2 separate regions of the Macaca mulatta genome follow, and region 2 is linked to region 1. Evidence: chromatin contacts called from public Hi-C data. All regions are on one chromosome and are shown on one strand. The core of a region is the stretch at or near the end of the contact, and the rest is flanking DNA. Distances in the headings are between cores, read along the strand shown.

Region 1 (2,700 bases), core at 110-2,609:
CTTTCTTTAAACGATCAGTAGACAAACTAAGAATTTCCGGATAAAGAACAAACTCTGGAAAAACAGGGCTAGTGGGAGAGGCCCTATAAATACCTACCTAGTCTTACAAGTGCTGTCTCTAACTCAGCTTGTATTTAAGGCAGTTTCTTCAGTTTTTCAACTAATGTGTTTGAGAAAACTGTTTTCCTCGGACATGCAGGCGTGGACTCCTTACTTCAGGTAAGGTGACAGCAGCTTGACAGAGAATGCCTTCCCTCCCACGGCATTTGGGACGAGACTGAAGGAAAGACACAGGCGGGGTTACGGGAAACCCATGCTCTGCGCCATCTGGACAAGCTGAAGTCAGTGTTTCCGCTTTCACACGAGGTAATGGATTATGATGGGCTCAGGTCCCCTTTAGCTCTGAAACAGGTATTCTATGGCTCTAGGTAAACACGGCATGAGACAGGTATTTCTCTGGTAGGATCAGTTGTATTTCCCAGAGAATAAAACGGGCAACAAACCATTTATCGATATGTGAATGGTCCCCTAGGCCCTATTTGGGGCTGGATAAAGAAAAAGAAGGTTTGCTTCCTTTTTGGCGGGTCCTCCAACGACAGAGTTCATGGCCCGCTGCGCGTCCAACTTCCACCTCTCGTCGCTCACCGGAGGACGAGCGAGGCTCTGGGCGAGGACAGCCCCTCAACCGCACTCCCCAGAGGGAGCGCTGTGACTCGCGGAGATTAGTCCCCGGTCATAAACAACCTCTCACTTCCCCTCCCCCGCGCCCGCCCGCGCCGGGGCGGCCCTACGAGGCCCAGGAACCTCCTCCAGCGCCCGCGAGGCCCCGAGTCCTCCTCGGAAGGGCGGCTGCGGACCTGTCCTCTTCTCCTAACCAGGTGTTTGTCCACTTTACTCAGCCCTTCTTACTCGTCCACAATACAGCCACCTCAGAGGGGGCGCTGACGCCAGCCCCTTTTTTCCTTCTGTCGACCCCAATCACCTCCAACAGCCAGAGGCCGGCGGCCCTGACGCGCAGGCTCACCGCCGCGGCCGGCGCGCGCGCGGACGCGTCCCCCGCCCCCACCTCGCGGATCTTCCGCGGTTCGGCCCCGCCCCTTCCCGAAGCCCGCCTCCGGGTCGGCCCGCCCGCCCGCTCGCGCGCACCCGACGCCCCGCCTCCGCGCGTGCTCAATAACTGTCCCCGGAGCCGGCCTGCAAGCTTCCCCCGCCCCTGAGCTGTTTAAATATGCTAATGAGAGGGCAGGGACTAGCCAATAGAACGGCGAGGCGATGTATCACGTGGCTCGGGGACGTGTCAGGGGCGGAGCCTCCGCAGCCCCTGCCCGAGTTAAAATCGGAGTGTGAGAGAGAAAAGCGCTTCAGTAGCGAGAGGGGCTGAGAAAGTGGTGACACTGCCGGGGTGCGGAGGGAGTCCCTGAAACTTCTCCCAACAGCCCCAGGGCCAATCTCCCCTCAGCCCACTCCCCTCTTCGCCAGCTCCCAGGTCCCCACTCCCTGTACCGGGGGTGGGGTGGGGAGCCAGGCCCGTCTCCCGCTGGGACACACACAGGGGCCGGGAGCGGGGACGGGACCCCCGAGGCGGGGGGGACGGACCGACAGACAGACGGCTGGGCGCCCGCCCCAGCGGGCAGGCAGGCAGGAGGAGGCGGAGGCGGGGGTACGACGGGGAGGACTGGGTCTGGGGAGTTTCCTCTCAACTATCGGGGGAGAAACTCCCCGCAGCCGGAGGAAAGACCCAGACGGTGTTTTCCTCCCGGGGGCCGCGCACCCCCGCCCCGCGTAGCGGCGGTCGCCGCCACCGGCGCCTCCACCTCTACCATCTCCTCTTTCTCCACCACCTCGGGCCCCGGTGTCCCTGGCCAGCACTATGCCCATCTTACTGTTCCTGATAGACACGTCTGCCTCTATGAACCAGCGCAGCCATCTGGGCACCACCTACCTGGACACGGCCAAAGGCGCGGTAGAGACCTTCATGAAGGTACCGACTGACCGAGTCCGGGCGGCGACCCCGGCCCGGCGGCCCGCGGGAGGCAGGGTGGGGGAGGGCAGCCAGGGCGGGGGTGTCGGGGACCTGACTGCGGGAGCTGCCGGGCTCGGGGACCCCCTCCCCCACCGCGCGGGCGGGCGGGCGGGCGGGCGCTGCGAGCCGGGCTCGGCCGGGGCCCGGATTCCGGCCCCGGGCGGTGTGTGGGGAGCGATCTGTGTGTTGGGGGCGGCGTGGAGGGGTGGCCGCTGCGTGTGCGGTACTGTGGGGGCGGCGGGGCAGCTGGGCGCCCCTTCTCCGCCTCGTAACCTCGCCTCTGTGCTTCCCTCTCGCCCGCCCTGTTCCTCTTCCCGTCCCGCAGCTCCGTGCCCGGGACCCTGCCAGCAGAGGAGACAGGTATATGCTGGTCACTTTCGAAGAGCCGCCCTATGCTATCAAGGTAACAGCCCTCGCCCTCCCCCTTTCCTCTCTTCCCTTCCCTGTTCCTTCCTCGCTCGCCCTCCCCGCCCCCCCATTCACCCTTCATTATGCTCCCCTCCCCCACCCGCTGCGCTCCCAGCCGCTGAGGTCTCTTCCCTGCGGGCTCCCACCCCCTCCCCCGCTCGGCAGCGTCCTAGCGCGGCGCGGAGTCGCGGGGCCACCGCCGTCCCCTCCCGGCCCGGCCCGGCCCGGCGGCTGCGGCGGCGGCGGCGGCGCTGCGATCAACATGGCCG
Region 2 (2,700 bases), core at 2-2,501, 120 kb before region 1:
TTTTTTAAGAATGCTTATATGGACTTTAGCAAAGAAACAATTCCAGATAAATTATCATAACACTATCTTCAAGCAACATTCCTCTAGAAATTAGCTTCATCAGCTTTATTTCTGCAATTATTAAAGGACACTCAGTTAAAGCGAAAACGCAAAACAGGGAGAATATGTGAAGGCAGAACAACTGGTTCCACTTCTGCAAATTAAGCAAAATTAAGTAAAAATAAAGGAAACAGGCAAAGGGAAGGAACTCAAGAGCTATTTGCAGCAGTGATCCGTTACAAGTTCTACGTGCTTCTCCTTGAGTTCCAAGAGATAAGGAGGGGAAAGGAGAGAAGGCACCACACAGAAGCCTAAACTTACTCTTGGCACAACTTAGAATATTCATTGAATTCAGCCTAAGATGTCTGGGCTATCTGGATTCGGTGGGAATGCCTGGGAGAAGGGAGTGGCATTTGCTTTCTCCGTTTGAAACCCTGGGAGCTGTAGCAGAGAGTACCCCAACCTCTTGGTTATCTTGCAGAGGAGGCTCAGGGCATCGTTTCCCAAGCACACACCTGCAGGGCCGGGCGGCTTCTCCCTTTTTCTCTCCTGTCCTCAGGGATGGACCAAAGTCCCGCCGGCGCACCGTTACCCCGAGGGCCACCTGGCTCCCGCAAGGGTGAAGCCGGAGCGCACTCCGCCGTCCCAGCTCCCGGAGCCACGCAGCGGAGGCGGCGCGCAGCTGGACACCGGCACCGCCAAGAGGCGCATTACAGTAAAACTTGGGGGAGCAAGTCTACACGCGACGACGCGGAGGCACAGCCCCTGACGCGGGCTCGGGGACCGTCGGCCCGTCCCGCCCCTCCTCGCGGCAGAAGGGCAGCAGTCCATACCTGTCCTCCGAGACGCTGATGACGCCCTCCTCTTTGGGCACGATCACGGCCATATTCACCACCTCCTGGGACCCCTCCATCCGCTGCAGCAGGATCGGCTTGCGGGTCAGAGGCTTGGGCTGGATCTCCGCCGCCATCGGAGGAGGGGGCGCGTCTTGGGCGCCGCCGCCAATCGCGCCGCGGGGCCGGGCTGAGGAGACTGCTGGGGCACGGACACAGGTTGAGACAGAGACTCTGGCTGGCCGGAGCGGAACGCCGGAAACCGGCGAGCATAGCCTGGCCTCCTCTCTCGGGAACGACTCCGCGCTCCCTGCTTCAGGCACCAAAACCGCCACAACCGGGATGCAAGCCGGCGCCACTACCAGAGGAGGGGGCGGAGAGCCGGAGGGGCGGAGCCTTGTGGGCGGGGCCTGCCGCAGGGGGGTGGCCGCTGGTGGGCGCGAGGGCGGGTCCACTTCCGGGAGGGTGGTGAAGGAGGAGGGGAAACCTGGAGCAGGAGGCGGGGATCTGGTGTCCCAGTGCGCGTGCGTCAGTCCCCCTCGCCCATTTTCCCCCCCTCCCCTCCGCGGCTCCCCGGGCGCTGCAGCACCACTAGGACGCATGCGCTTTCCGTTCCCCGCGGTCTTCTCTCTGCCTCCCACACCCAAGGTTTAGTCCCCTCCCTCTTTAACCTCCCGTGAACGCGCGTATACACACCCCTGGGGACGCGCTTGCCGGAGGCCACGCCCCTTCGAAATTCCCTGAAAAGAGGGCGGAGGCGGGGCGGGGAAAGGAGCGCCTCAGCAAGACCGGAAAGAGAAGAGGCCTGCAGGAAGGAAAGAAGCCCAATTAGTTGGGACGTGACTGGGCATGCGCGCGGGGTACCTGGCCTAGCTGTCTTAACAATGAAGCGCGGCGGGAGGCCGCTTACAGCTCCCAACATGTACCAGGCCCAAGCTGCCGGATGGCACCCAGTGGCCTCCTGGGAGTCGTAGTTTCTTGGAGCCTCCGCCCCCTTGTCCTGGAATGACCTATCGCCCACTTCTCTGGGCTGTGGGCCTGGGGAGCTCAGCGGCCTCCAGGGCCATTGGCCAAGTCAGGACCTGGACTTGCCTCTGTGGGAACTGAGGAGCAGCCCCCAGCTGAGCAGGACGTCACCACTCCTAGGATCAGGCTGATGCTCGGAATAGTGGCACGGAAGGGACATGGAAAGGAGAGAATCTTTCATACAGATATCTTCAAGGGAGCTCAGAGATCATCTGTGGTGTCTATCGCCTCGTTTTCTTAGATGGCTAAATTATTCAGCCAAGGTTACTTTAGTGCAAAGTTAGGGCTAAACAACCCCTCCTTCCTTCCAGACTTGAACCCAGTCCCCTAGTGCTGGCTTCTTTCCATTTCCCCAGCAATCCAGCCTTTTTAACTTGCTCCGAACACAATGGACAGAGTTACTGTAGTTACTGAATGAATGTTAGGTGCCTACCACAAGGCCTGGCATGTGGGGTTGATCGTGAAGACTAAGCTCCGATTTTTTGTCTTGCCCAAATTCCTATCTAAGGGGTCTGGGGAGTCATGGCCTACAAAAACCATAAATTCTCATCAGATGGGTTTTGACCGTGTATATCATGACTTACTTTCCAATCGGACTCTGGCATAACAAGGAAGAAAATCAAAATGTTTTACCCCAAATGATATTTCATTGCCATACCTTAAAATTGCCCTGCAAAGTCTCTTGTGGGAAAAATCCACGTTCTATATCCCCTTTCGCCTTTGTTTTCCTTCCTTCCCACACCCGGGAGATAACCAACTAAGAACCAGGCATCCTTTTAATCTGGTAAGGAACATTTTACAA

Evidence for each region. A called contact is a pair of places that touch in the nucleus more often than the background predicts.
Region 2: a Hi-C map of liver shows a contact between it and region 1, with 4 times the contacts expected there. The contact joins the promoter of WDFY2 here to the promoter of INTS6 in region 1. A contact is called at or near these places in 7 of 14 Hi-C or Micro-C datasets (CD4 T cells, blood, cortical neurons and 3 more).

What each region holds. Positions count from the first base shown.
Region 1 is chr17:30,690,796-30,693,495 of T2T-MMU8v2.0, reverse strand. INTS6 (integrator complex subunit 6) reads left to right here and starts at 1,359. Exons shown (of 22, transcript XR_003724325.2): 1 at 1,359-1,981; 2 at 2,349-2,426. It overlaps LOC144336145 (a long non-coding RNA gene), which reads right to left and starts at 2,175. Exons shown (of 4, transcript XR_013407650.1): 1 at 1,943-2,175.
Region 2 is chr17:30,811,571-30,814,270 of T2T-MMU8v2.0, reverse strand. WDFY2 (WD repeat and FYVE domain containing 2) reads right to left here and starts at 1,251. Exons shown (of 12, transcript XM_077973835.1): 1 at 555-1,251.